3 separate regions of the Anser cygnoides genome follow, and all the other regions are linked to region 1. Evidence: chromatin contacts called from public Hi-C data. All regions are on one chromosome and are shown on one strand. The core of a region is the stretch at or near the end of the contact, and the rest is flanking DNA. Distances in the headings are between cores, read along the strand shown. Region 1 holds the start of ABCD3 (ATP binding cassette subfamily D member 3). Region 2 holds the start of LOC106039444 (very-long-chain enoyl-CoA reductase). Region 3 holds the start of TLCD4 (TLC domain containing 4).

Evidence for each region. Hi-C and Micro-C count contacts between places; a contact is called where the count stands out from the background.
Region 2: a contact with region 1 is called in a Hi-C map of liver, with 3 times the contacts expected there. The contact joins the promoter of LOC106039444 here to the promoter of ABCD3 in region 1. A contact is called at or near these places in 2 of 7 Hi-C or Micro-C datasets (both in liver).
Region 3: a Hi-C map of liver shows a contact between it and region 1, with 2.7 times the contacts expected there. The contact joins the promoter of TLCD4 here to the promoter of ABCD3 in region 1. A contact is called at or near these places in 2 of 7 Hi-C or Micro-C datasets (both in liver).

Annotation. Positions count from the first base shown.
Region 1 is chr8:2,515,326-2,520,115 of Taihu_goose_T2T_genome, reverse strand. ABCD3 (ATP binding cassette subfamily D member 3) reads right to left here and starts at 3,186. Exons shown (of 23, transcript XM_048067267.2): 1 at 2,899-3,186. The coding sequence starts at 3,017.
Region 2 is chr8:2,328,734-2,333,467 of Taihu_goose_T2T_genome, reverse strand. LOC106039444 (very-long-chain enoyl-CoA reductase) reads right to left here and starts at 2,029. Exons shown (of 14, transcript XM_048067270.2): 1 at 1,893-2,029; 2 at 1,392-1,487. It overlaps GCLM (glutamate-cysteine ligase modifier subunit), which reads left to right and starts at 2,071. Exons shown (of 7, transcript XM_048067050.2): 1 at 2,071-2,363. The coding sequence starts at 2,244.
Region 3 is chr8:2,728,144-2,732,660 of Taihu_goose_T2T_genome, reverse strand. TLCD4 (TLC domain containing 4) reads right to left here and starts at 1,655. Exons shown (of 7, transcript XM_067001626.1): 1 at 1,548-1,655. It overlaps ALG14 (ALG14 UDP-N-acetylglucosaminyltransferase subunit), which reads left to right and starts at 1,676. Exons shown (of 4, transcript XM_048067279.2): 1 at 1,676-1,820; 2 at 3,342-3,493. The coding sequence starts at 1,676.

The DNA of each region.
Region 1 (4,790 bases), core at 1,937-4,436:
CAATTAATTTTCCCTGTTCCTGCATTATATACCCAGAATAACGCAGCTTCTCAAAAGAGAACTTCTTATAACTCTAAGAAGACTGCAAATACTACAACCGAGGCCATAACTGCATTTACACATAACTTCCCCTCTCCCAGGAAATGAAAGCTTTTCCAAGGAACCAGACTTTTTGAGGACAGCAACTCGAATGGAGAAACACTGCAGTTTTTATTTCTACGCTTTACTTGAGGAAGTAACATGAAATACTGGCAAGTTATTTACTACACGCAAACAGTTCTACATCATGCCATTTTGGAGGAATTTAGGAAGTTGTGGTTAAAATATATTGTAAATTGCAAGGGATGCCACCTCTCAGTCCTGCAAAACTGATGAGCAATGTAATAGGTACTACAGAAGAACAGCTGTGACTAATCTAACTAACACTAATTAAGTGATCTTTGACCTACTAAGGTAGGTTAGCATAACATACGGCTTAATTATTCATACATTACTACTTGATATGAGTTGTACTGGACCTTGCTCCTATTGTCTGACAGCAGAAATGTAAGTGGAAGTTGTCCCTTTTTCCTACTCTAATTTCTACAGTTGACTATTCCATATCACAATTAACACACACAACACAAAGTCTGCGCAAGATAAGTCTGTTCTTGATATGTTACAGATTTAACAGATATTTGATTTGCTAAAATATGGTATGTGTTTTTTTCATTTGCATTTTATATTTATATCACTTCTTAACTTTGGTCAGCAGTGATACTGAGCTATTGTCAGCCTGCCAGCAGACATGAAAAAAGAAGTTATTCTGGGAAAGCATGATATAATAGTGTATCTTATTCTGAATTTAAGTATTTATACTTACACATACTTAAGGTATATATATTTAAGCTATACTAGGAACAAATAAGTTTTGCAGGTAAAGTTTACAGTTGCACTAGAACCCTTACATGATTCACTTGAAAGTGAACAGCAAAACACTGGTCTGCAACATTTTCAAATTTCAAGTCTGCAACATTTACCTTTGCCTTTACTGGGCTCATAGTCACAACTTCACCTTTCTGAATTCAAGAAGCTGAAGTTCATCTCACACTGAACAAGCCAACGTTTTCTGGCATTATATACTAAGGTGAATGAAGGAATTCACACACGTAAAACTAAACTATCCCATAGGTTGCTACTATTCACATGCCTTTCTGAGCCAACCTCACGCTGCAGATACAATACAGTTCTTATCCAGACTACATAGATTGCCAGACAAAATCCTTCTCCTTTTGAAGAAGTAAATAAATTTAGGCCAGCCATACTCTCTCAACTTCTCTCTCTCTCTCTCAAAGACTCTGAGAAAGACGCAACACAAATTAGAGGGCATACTAGGCCCTGGAGATTTTTTATCATTACTGCATGATGGTTTACCACATTATTATATGCCAATACCATATACCAGCACAAGTATGCTGGAATACATAAAGATTTGGCACAATGACAGTCCTTCCCAAAAGTATGCTATAATTTATTAGCAACAAAGCATTAGGAAATGAATGATACATGAACTAATGAGACTAAAGGTGGACGTAAACCACATTACAGATTTCAGGGGTAGGGAGATGACTTTGGACAAGTTCTAGCCTACTCTATCAACTCAATACTAGCGCTTAGAGTATACTAAATGTACTTCAAAACTACACTTGACCTCCATCTACATTTGAAGATGTGTTCCAAACTGAATGTAATCTAGTGTGTGCTCCTCAACAAAGGGAAAGCAATCAGGAGGTTCTCTTTAAAAGCACACTCTTCATCTGAAGAATCTGAAGTAGATTCTCCCAGAATATCTGCTTGGCCTTGTCTTTCTTACAAACACCATTACCATACGCTAAGTGTGAAAATCTTGCATTACAGTACCAATAATATTCCCAGCTCATCACTTTCAAGCCCTTCTATATAGCTTTTCACCTTTTTACAGTGTTACTTCACTAACCTCAGCAGAGATACTTGAAAAAGACCATCCTTCCCTATGAGTTTGATAAAAGAGTAACTCTACTTGGGATCTCGCTTCTATTCTTATGGAAGCAACAAAACGTAGCAAATTCCGTAAAGGGTTATGCTACTGATCACTCGTGTGTTACATGACAAAGTTACTTAACTTCACAAAGCTCTAAAGATATCACGTACATGTAAGGAGTTAGGTAAAATAACACTGGATTGTTGCCTAACTGCAGGTATGTTATTACTTAAGTCTATTGGGTAAGCCCATTTCACCATCAAGATTTAGCACTGGGATAAGATTATAGCAACCACACAACATCTAACTGTACCACCGTAACACAGCAGGTCTTCTGTATATGATCAGCAAACTACATCCACAAAGACACTGAAATCATCAAAGGATTGAGTCAGGAGCACATCCTTGATCTGCCGCACGTTGTGGTAGCCAGGTGCTTCACAGAGGGCTGGCAAACAGACAGGAGCACACATGTACCTGTACAACACCCTCACGGGCACGAGAAGCAGCTACAAGCTCTTCATAAGGGCTGTCAGCGTACCCTACTGCCACCCGGCCGTGTTTGAGCAACAACTCGGCTCCACTACTTGCCTGTGCAGACAGCACGCACCTAAAAAGTCAGCTGCTCGTCACTGTTAGTCCACTGAGGGGAAAATGGAACAAACGAGGAGAATTTGAGCAACGAGGTGGCGGCGCTTGGATGCGCGGCCGCACCTAGAGGATGGGGAGCTCCGGAGCCTCCCTGCAGACCTCTCTCCCCGGGAGGAGGCCGGCAGCTGCCCCGGCTCGGGCCTCCGGGCCGAGGCCGGCCCCGGCCCCGGCCCCTGCCCCGGCTCCGGCTCCGTCCCCCCGGGGCCGCCCCCCACCCTCCCTGGCCCGGCTCGGCCCGGCCCGCTCACCCGTGCTGGGCGGCCGCCCGCCGCTTGTTGAGCAGGCAGAGCAGCGCGCAGGCGGCGGCCGTGGTGGCGCCGGCGATGGCGGAATGGCGCACGGTGAGGTACTTGCTGTAGGCGGCCATGGCGCGAGTGCAGGCGCGGAGCCCCGCCGAGCCGAGCCGAGCCGTGCCGAGGCGAGCGTGCGCTGGGAATGCCGGGACGAGGGGCGGGCCGCGGGCGGGTTGTGCAATGGGAGCGACGGCGAACGGATCCGTCCTCAGGCCCCGGCGGAGCGCCGGCCGCGGGCAGCGGGTGAAAGGCAAGGGGGAGGTTCCCCGGCCGCAGCCTCGCCCCGCCACCGGAGGCCGGGCCTCCTGAGGGGCCTCCCGGGGTCCCGGCCGCGCCCCTGGGTCGGGAGCCTGGGCCTGCGCTGTGGCCCCCCCGCCGCGCACGGGGTGGGCGCTGCCCGCCTGTGGAGGCAACACGAAATAAACCTTCCCGAGAGCTTTCTCGTGTGAGTTTTGCCCTGCTGTTTTTTAGGGCCATGCGAGCAGCTGCCAGGGTTAACGTTGAGAGGGCGGAACAAGCCGTCAGCTGTGTGAGTACGGGCAAACAATCCCTGACACCGTCAGTCGGAGCCACACCAGGTGCGGCCGTGCCAGCCAGCCCCTACAAAACCAGTTAGACTCGCGCAGTGCTTTTTCCCTCAGAGTCGATAACAGTTTGACACGTTGAGTTATCCCAACAAAACACCCATGCCAGCAGAACCGTGTTTAGATTAGATCATCCCCTCTGGGGACATAGCCCTCAAAAAGACACCTGATACTGCGATGAAGTGTCGGTACCTCATGCAGGTTCGGGTCGATCTTACGTTTAGAGCCTGTACTGGTGCAATGGTTGATGCTGGAATGACAATTACTCTGGTCAACCTTTTAAATGCAGAACACAATGCAGTTAAAATCAAGGTATCTGCTTTTAGTCTGAGAAAAGCTTTTCATAAAGGCTTTTAAAAATATTTAAATGCTTTTGAATGTTGCATTTTTGTCATTGTAGTATCAGATTGTGTGCATAGGTCAGTCCATTTCTCAAATATTCATATTTCTTTCAAATATGTATGCCAGGAGTAGCAGGGCTGAAGCTGCAGTTGGTTGAGAAATAATCTGTTTCTTCATAGTGAATCACCACATATACTTTTCTTTCTCATTCTCTCTCCACATCCTTGGTATCATCAGGCATTTGGGGGCAAGTTTATTTTTTGGAGCCAAAACTGGATTCTCAAAACATCAAATTGTTCACATTTTCTACAGCACTGGAGTCAGGGCTGTTTAATCTAGTTTTATGGCATTAATTTGTTGTGTAACCTCAAATTGGTAATCTCTCTGTTTTAAAGCATCATTTGTGTTTTAAGGGAAAAATCATAAACTATTGAAGTTGTTTTCTGATCCTAAGGAAAATATACAGCAGAATCAGAAAACATTAATAAGTTTATTGCATATCAAGATTTTGCTGTATATGTTGCTCAAAGTTGGAGGTCCTGTCATGTTTTCTTAAGCCTTGGATACTTTGGCAGGAGGTAAGTGTAAGAACCTAAAAAGAGGTCGTTTCCTCATCACATCAAATTTCTTATATTCATATCACTATGAAAATGAAAGTCTACAAATTTTCGGGTTTTCTGAATCTTACAGTTTTGCGGCTACTTTTCACCTCTCTATGTGTGCTGAGATCAAAAGCAGAGTGGTATCATGACCCGTTTCTTTACAAATCCTCTTCTCTCCATAACCTGAGGTTAGTTGCACCTTTCCACAGAACTAGCAATCTAATATAGTCCAACTTTATTTACATTCAACGTCCATCTATTTGGGCCATGCTGACCTTTGTTGTTTGCTTGTCTGTGTGACTTGTGTTCTGCTATGTTT
Region 2 (4,734 bases), core at 780-3,279, 190 kb after region 1:
CGAGCCGAGCCGCCCGGCGGCACGTTCCTGCCCCGAGCCGAGCCACCAGGTGCCCGGAACATTCCTGGTCCGGCCGAGGCGCGCCGCCAGCGCCGCCCCGCAGACCGCAAGGAGCCCGGAGCCCCGGGGCACCGCTCGGGGACCCCCGTCCCCGCCCCGTCCCGTCCCAGGCCGCCCCCTCGCCCCGGTGCCGCCCCGGCTCCCGGCGCTCCCCTCCCGCTCCCGCCGCCCCGCTCCCCCCGGCCGCCCGCGCCCACCTCGAAGAAGCCGGCTCTGCCGCCCATCCTGCGGGCCGCCGCCTCCCGCCGCCGCGGCACCCTCCCGGCCCCGCCCCGCCCCGTTCAGCCAGCGCCCGGCCCCCCCCGGCCGCCCCGCCCCGCCCCGGTGTGGGCGAGCCGCTGGGCCCCGGGCGGCAGCAGCACTGCGGGGCGCTGGCAGCAAGGCGTCCCGCAGCCTTCAAACACGGGGAAAAGCAGGTTCAGAGCCACGACTCGGCGGCGTTTGATTCGAAAGGGTGCTTTATTTTTCTTTGAGAGGCACGGGGGTACTGCAGGAATCAGTAGTGCTTCACGGTGTGTGCCGATCAGAGGTAGAGAAATGAGATAACCAGCAAAACCCACAACTGATCAAGAGCCAGAAAACACCCTCCTTTCTTTTTCTGCTAGCATACCTCCCATTTCTGTGTGATTTGACAGACAGCAGACCTGGGCTGGGTCCCTTCTTCTGTGACGTGCTCCCGTTGCTGTCAGAATTAAGCTCATAGCATTAAGCAGTACAGAGGCTGGTATTGTTTTTTCCTCCAACTAGTATTTATTCCATTATCCTCTTGTGAGAGCTAAAGTAATTAAACATTAGCGGATTCTACCTGCTATAAAGAAACATTGCTTTTTCATGGCTCTAAGTTTCCATTATACAGAAAGGTTTATACCATGCGCTCTTTGGAAGCCCTCTGCTAACCCCAAATTTTATCTGCTTCCATAGGATTATACCCATCAAAGCTTCTTAAACAAAATATTGAAGAATAAATTTCAGATGCACAAAGCATGAGGCCCCTACTAGCAAGCCTGAGGGCGGATCAGAAACATCCAATGGGACAGAATTTACTACCGGTGTGAAGACCGGCTGAAGGTGTGTGAAGGTGTGTGCTCCTTTTCAAGGCAATTATGTGTTTGGATGGTTAGCGCTGGGATCTGGTTAGACCTTCTGGATTTTTATGTTAAAGGAAAACAGAATTACTGCCTTTCTAAAGAAGCAGACGTTCTTTCGGTATATTTGTCTTCCAAATGGCTTGCGTTCATATACTGAGGAAAACTATCTCCAATATGTGAAAGTAATCAAGGTAAATACAGAAAAGCAACCAGAACACAAATATAAAAGCCATTTAAGCTAACCTTCTATCAGAAAGCTCTCGGACAGTACTTCAGACCAACAGGTCGTGCAAACGGTCCCTCCAGATCAGCACGGCGTACCACCTGGAGAAGGAAAACCTGTAACAGACCATTCGAATTCCAGTGCTGACAACATTGCAACCTACAGCCTCATGCTCCCCTGAACCTCACTTACAGATCCCCCCTTCTGAATCTGTAGCACAGAAGGACTTTAGCGCTCAGGGTCCATCATTCCAGAAGAAACCCAGCCTTGGACAAAAAATCCCCACGCCGCAATCCTTCAGGCTTCACCCAGCTGGAGCAAGGTAGCGAGGTTTGATCAAACCTCGGGTTTGATGAAGTAAGCGCTCGGCTCCCTGCGCGGGCCTGGCAGCCCACCCCCTGGCAGCCACCATTCGTCACTTACGGCGCCGCGATCACACTAGCACGGGTTGGGCCGCTTCAGTGACTCCACGGCGCAGCCCAAGCGGCGGTGCCGGGAAGGGGCCGCGCTCGGGGACCTACCTCGGCCGCCATCCCGCAGGACCGGGCCCTTCCCGGGCTGGGCCGGGGCCTCCGTTCCCCCGTGGGCTCGCGGGAGTCCGCGTCCCGCCCGCCCCCGGCGCCCAGGGGGCGCTGCCGCTGAGGGCCGCTGAGGGCCGGGGCCGGGGCCGGGCGGCGCGCAGGCGCGCGGGGTGGCGGCGGCGGGGCGAGCCGTGCCCGGTCCGCCCGCCGCTCGCCGGGCTGGGCCCGCCCCGCCGCCCATTGTCCTCGCCGTGTGACCGGGTCCGGCTGCGGAGCGTCCCCGCCGCCCGCCCCGGGTGCTGAGTCACGGCGCTGCGCTGCCCGCCCCGGCAGGTACCGCGGGGCTTCGCCATGGGGACGGACAGCGCCCGCACCCTGCTGGAGCGTGCGGCCACCCTCAACCTGCAGACCGGCAACCTGCTCAACTGGGGCTGCGGCCGCAAGAAGTGCCCGGCCACCCCCAGCGAGGAGGTGAGCGCGGCGGCTGCCGGCCCCGGGGCTTTCCCGCGGGAGGTGCTGGGGGAAGGCCCGGGGGGGGCTGCGGCGGGGCCTGAGGGAACGCCCGGGAACCCTCAGCCGGTGCCGGGGCTACTGGCTGCCTGCTGGCGCCCCGCAGCGCCGCCGGGCCCGCTGGGGAGCGGAGCCGAGCGGTGCTGGGCCCGGCTCGGGTTGCCGCGGGGAGCCCGTCCCGCCGCAGGCCGGAGCTGCCCCCGGGGCGCTGGCCGCCCGTCGGAAAGGCCCGGCTGTGGTGGGGTCGCCTCCTGGCGGAGCCCAGCCGCGCCGCGCTGGTGGCCTCGGGGGGTAAAGGATCGAAAGCTGACAGGAGAAAGGGCTCTCTGTAATGGCAGCGGGATTCCTGATGCTTCTGTGGCGATAGATGTGTCAGTAGTTAGAAACCGCCACTGCAAAGGATGAAACCGAAATTCTCCTTTATAACTTGGAATTAGTCTTAATAATTCGCTGGTGGTGACACATCTTGGGGAAATTCGGTCATTGCTGTCTTCTCTAAAGACTATAGTGGTCCTTTGTTTCAAAAAAAACCTGAAAGATCGTTTTAATTAATACTTGAAAACCATATCTTAAACAGTATGTGTCAACCTTTGCAATAATTCTGTGTAAATGGTTGGAGATCCTGCGGCCACAGGCTTCGAAACCACTGTGTTTGTTGTCTGGTCACAGCACAGTGCTTAGGGAATGGTCGCTGACCAGACACAAGAGCTTTCATTGCAGCTGGTTAAAGCCTGGTAGTGACACAGGTCGTGTGTCAGGAGCTGGTTGAGGGCATGTTAATTGAGAGCAAGCGGTAAGAAAGGTGACTGTCTGAGAGGATGATGTAATAAGGTGGGAGAATTCATCATACTTTTGTCATGTGGTAATAGCTTTTTAATTTGTCCTAGTTACTTATTACAGCATTCTGTGATCTATGTGAAAGAGGATTAGATTTTGTAGCAAAATAAGGCTGCCTATTACAATGTGCCTGTCCAGTAACTTTTGGAAAGCTATTACATAAAGAATGGCCAATGTGCGTAACTAATCAGTTAAGGTATTTCTCTCCATTTGTTTACAGAGAAATCTGCATTTAAACATAAGGCTGCCAACTTCCCAGAGTTGCTGGTACTCCAAAAGCAAATAATTAGCATTATTTATCAGAAATAAATCAGCTTTTATCACTTCTATTCAGTGTAGTTAGTGTCTATAGTTCTTAGTGTAAGAATGTAAGCCAACATTTTTCAAAATATGAACCCTAGGGCTAGGAGTTTAGGGATGTAACTGTATTTGGAGTCATATGCTGTGCTTTCCACGTGTGTCAAGAGGTGATGGTGGTGTGCTTTGGAGGCAGAGGTTTGTTCATACTAACTGCAGTAGAAATACAAGGTGTGAGTGTTGCAAAGCAGTAGTAAATGATACATCTTTATCACCTTTTAACTTTTCCTCAGAAAGGAAAAGATAACATATTTTGACATAACATAATGTTAAAGACTGCCAGCATCATGGGTATCTGTTTGGGGGGGCAAGCCAGTTCTTTCTTGCCTTTCGAGTCAGTTATTTTTTTCCTAGTGTTTTAAGTGACAAGGACAGAATGTACCGCATTTGTGTTCACAGAGTGTTCTCACAGTGTTATGTCTTAAACTTCGTGATATCCAGTTTTTTGTTTGGTGGTGGGGCATTGCCTTCAGTCAGTTTGTGCACGTTATTATTGGCTCTCTGAATTAATGTTCAGCGTCACAAGAAATTGCTATTTAACGGTACAAAAAGTAGGTATCCATGTAGATAGAAAGTACATTGTTAAAATGTGAAGTGGGAACTTAAGAAGTACTTCTTTCCATGGCAGATCCCAGACTTTCTAGTACATTTCCTGAGTCTGCAGGATGACCTTTGACCTTTCCTGAGAGGTATCAGCAGGCAGGCAGAGCGTTGGAGCAGCTGAAGCATTGGTGCAATGTGCAGTCAGTTAATTAGTTTATGGAGCCCTAATAGTTATGCCTTGCTGTGTTCAAGAAGATACACGGACAGAATCCTTGTCAGGTCTATTTTGCATCTGTGAAATCAGGAAAAATGCAAGTGCAGGGTAGGAACTGAAGGATCCCCCTAAAGATTCAGCACAATGGAATAGGTAGGTGGTAAAGGAGAAGGGTCAGATGCATCTCAGGAAGAGAAACGATGAATATAATGAGTAATTAGTGATTGACTGTAAAGTCTCTTTTCCAAGGATGTTACAGCATGTATGCTGTTATCTGACTACTTTGCAACTTACGAATCTTTATGTTTCAAAAACAATCAAAAAAAAAACAACAAAAAACTCTAGTTCTTAACAGTTGGTCCTTTCTTTTAAGATGGCATT
Region 3 (4,517 bases), core at 406-2,905, 210 kb before region 1:
CCCATTGCAAGGCCAATCGCTGAGCCTTCCTCCCTGGCAGGTGGCTTAAGGGCAGCGATGAACAGACACCACTGGAGTTTGCTCTTTCCTAACCATAAAGTGTGATATCACACAGTATCACAGTATCACAGACTTCTAGGTTGGAAGAGACCTCAAGATCATCGAGTCCAACCTCCGACCTAACACTAAGTACTCCACTAAACCATGTCGCTAAGCTCTACATCTAAACGTCTTTTAAAGACCTCCAGGGATGGTGACTCCACCACCTCCCTGGGCAGCCCATTCCAATGCTTAATAACCCTTTCGGTAAAGAAGTACTTCCTAACATCCAACCTAAAACTCCCCTGTCGCAACTTTCGCCCATTCCCCCTCGTCCTGTCACCAGGCACGTGGGAGAACAGACCAACCCCCACCTCTCTACAGCCTCCTTTAAGGTAACTGTAGAGAGCGATGAGGTCGCCCCTGAGCCTCCTCTTCTCCAGGCTGAACAAGCCCAGCTCCCTCAGCCGCTCCTCGTAAGACTTGTTCTCCAGACTCCTCACCAGCTTCGTTGCCCTTCTCTGGACTCTCTCGAGCACGTCCATGTCCTTCTTGTAGCGAGGGGCCCAAAATTGAACACAGTACTCGAGGTGCGGCCTCACCAGAGCCGAGTACAGGGGCACAATCACTTCCCTAGACCTGCTGGCCAAACTGCTTCTTATACAGGCCAGGATGCTGTTGGCCTTCTTGGCCACCTGGGCACACTGCTGGCTCATATTCAGCCGACTATCCACCAATACTCCCAGGTCCTTCTCGGCCAGGCAGCTTTCCAGCCACTCATCTCCCAGCCTGTAGCTCTGCTTGGGGTTGTTGCGCCCCAGGTGCAGGACCCGGCACTTGGCCTTGTTGAACTTCATGCAGTTGACCTCAGCCCATCGGTCCAGCCTATCCAGATCCTCCTGCAGAGCCTTCCTTCCCTCGAGCAGATCGACACACGCACTTAGCTTGGTGTCATCTGCAAACTTACTGAGGGTGCACTGGACGCCCTCATCCAGATCGTCAATAAAGATATTAAAGAGGGCTGGCCCCAGTACCGAGCCCTGGGGGACACCACTAGTGACCAGCCTCCAACCAGATCTCCTACTCTCTTACTCTCTCTTGATCTCCTACTCTCTTTTAGCAAACGCACACCTCATCTGAAATTAGTCCCAACGGCTGCACGATCACAACCTCCTCGCCAACGGCTGGCTGCTGACAGGGATGGAATGAATGCCGGTGTGGTGCTTCACGTTTCCTACTGGAATGAAAGGCTAAAGCGTTAGAAGAAATACAAACAGGGCTCGTGAGAGGCGGCAGAACACCGACGTTCCTGTGTCTATGCATCGTTGTACGGTATGTGAGCGGTAATTCCACGTACGCATACATACCTGGATAGGGGTCATGTCTGCGTGTGTTTGCAAACTCCCTCAAGACCCAGCGGAACCACGCGGGTATTTCGTACCGTATAACTTAATCACGGGGGCTACACCTCCTGCCGCACGGAGGGCCAGCGGCACAGAAGCCCTCACCTCACGCCGGTGTCTGCCTGCCCTGGGGCTGTGGGGGCTGCCGTGCCGGTGCCCGCGCTCCCGCCCAGCGGGGAGCTTTGAGCCGCGCCGGCCGCCGTAGGCCGGGAGGTGCCGCCCGCGGCCGCGCCATGGAGCCGCCGCTGCCCCTGCTGAGCGGCACCGCCGCCATCCTGCTCCTCCTCCTCCTCCTGCTCGTCCCCTTGGCGTTCCTGGCAAGGAGACGGCGTGGGCGGCGGGCGCCTCCCCTCAGCCTGCTGGTGGTGGCCGGCTCCGGTGAGTAGGGGTCGCCGCCAGCGGGTCGCGCGGCGGGGAGCCCGCGGAGGACGGCGGGAACTACAGCTCCCGGCATGCAGCGCGGAGCGAGGGCGACTGCGGGGTTCACTGGGCGTCCCGGTGCGTGCCGGGAGTTGTAGTCGCGGTGGAGCCGTAGCCCTGGGCTTCTTACACGCTGACCGGCGAGAAAATAATGCCGGTCTTTGTGCTGTTTGACGGCGTTTTTGTAACGTCAGGTGATTTTACTCCGGCCAGGACTGGTAATGTGCTTGTTTTTCTTCAGTCCTGTCAAATCTAGTTTGCACATATTAAAAAAATAAATAAAAAGGTTTCCCAGGTGAAGAAATTCATCAGTCGGTTAAGATTCACACAACGCTCAGACCCATTATTACAGACTTCTTTGAATGCTCAGACGACTTTATTAAAATCTGTGAAAGCTTCAACAAGCCATCGCTTACGAGAAAATCCCTCCAAAAATGTTTGAAAACTGGTGCATAAAATCATGTGGGGAGGGAGCAAATTCTTGCTCCTCGTCCAGCAGCGTCAGATCCTTGCTGGGCCGGGACACCTGGCTTCAATAGCAAAGGTCTCAGAGGAGGCTGATGAAAGCCGACAACAGGAGGCAGCAGGGATACGTCCAGCTCACTGTTCTGGTCTGCAACTTCCAGCAGCGCACAAAGCAACACATCCCATAAACGCTCGTGTACATACTTCGGGGTGCAGCCTGATGTTAGGCTGATCCAGCCCCAGGTGAGCAGACTTCCTTCTACACAGCCACACCGTCTTCCCCCTCCCCACTTCACCGTTATTCATATACCCCCAGTTCTAGAAACTAAACTGACAAAAAAAAAAAAAAAAAGAACATGCCCTTCTCTTCAGCCTACTGCCAGTTCAGCTCCCCGAACAAAGTGACCTTGCAGTTAAAAGCTCGACACCCATGCGAGGGCAGTAGGTGAGGCATTTTGGCTGGGGCTGGACTGTCTGGTGCGTGGCATTCAGCTTTTGCGCTGACCTAGCTGCAGAGTGAAATTGCTGCCTGCTCGTTTCCAGCATTACAAGCTGGGACGGCGCAGTCCCCGAATCTGGTCTCCCAGGCCATAGGCTGAACACTCGGGCGGGTCAGTGAGAGTTACACATCCAAGGTGCAGCTCCTATTCAGTTTTATTTTGACAGCTGGACTTGGGTATGGTCTCTGAATATGGACTGCAGTGTAACTCTACCCAATTATTTTTGCGTGTTATATAGGACATTAAACACAAATGTCTCACTTCTGTATGATCCTGTTTCAATCTCATTTAACTGAAGAACTTCCATCCATATAGCTTCAGTGGGACCTGAATTGCCATTATGTTACTTAAACAGTCTCAATCATCCTTTAATTGAATCTTCTCCTTTCAGAAGAGTGTGACTGATACTATTAGTACTAAAAAATTTTAAAAGGGAAAGCGACTAATTCAACTGAAGAAATGGAAAGTTACATAATATTTCATGTACTAACAGCAGTTTATTTTGTTTTTACAGGAGGGCACACAACAGAAATCCTGAGGTTACTTAGTTGTTTGTCAGAGTCATACTCGCCTAGACATTATATTTTTGCAGACTCAGATAAGATGAGTGAAGCTAAAATACGTTCTTTTGAACAAAAAAGGGCTGAAAAGTTCTCCAATTCCCAGGTAACTCGTTAAATATGCTCTTATAAGATAAATTGATCTCAACTTGACATTCTAATTCAAGGCAATTTAGAAGTGATTCTTTAAAAGGTTATTTTTAAGATCAGCATGTGCCTTTGATTTTCTAGCTATTGATAATCATTTTCACTAAAGTTCAGCTAAAGTGCCATTCTGTACATACTGGATTTTATGTTGCTAAAAGTGAGCTAAATAAATGAAATTGATTTATGTTGTACTAGAGAGACCCTGAAAATGCAAAGTACTTAAAAATAGCAAATGCCATTATCGCTTCCAATTTTCACTCCTACCTTCCTTACTTTCTTTTAAAATGGTCTTTACCACTGGTTACCATGCTAATCCATTTAAAACAATGGGGGAACATAATTGTAGCAAAAGTGACTGTAGAAAGAAGGCTATCTATTGCTTAAGAAAAGCACGCTGAAAAAAAACTCTCTTAATTCTGTAAACTAGTTAGTCACAGAAGCGTTACTTGTAGCTATAAAAAAATATTTGTATAGAAATATGGTGTGGGTTTTTTGTTTTTTTTTTTTTGGTGGTGTTATTTTATTTTTTACTTTGGCATTTCCCTCAGCGACATAAGTGTATATTTGAAAGGATTATTATCTAAGGTTTTATCTAAGAAAACCTTGATTGAAATTGTATTCCTTTTGTGTTTCTAGACTGTGTTTTACTTTGTTTTTAAAACTGAGCATTAGTTACACAAGTGTTTAAAAGTATTTAATGCATCTTAATGTCAGTAGTTTTCTGGTTGAAGACTGAGCAAACACTGAACTCCTAAAAATAATGAAAAATCATGAAAATATCCTGAGTATCTTTTTATCAAATGTTTTCTTGCTTTGAGCCAGTTGACTGTATCACTAACAGACCAGCAGTATGACTCTCTGCTGATGTAAAGTGCAATCTGATGTCCAGTGGAATTAGTAGAAAGATTACGTTTTTATTTAGAAAATGGAACAAGTACAATGGAAATTAGTGTTTCAATTACAAAAATCTTATTCCTTTTGAG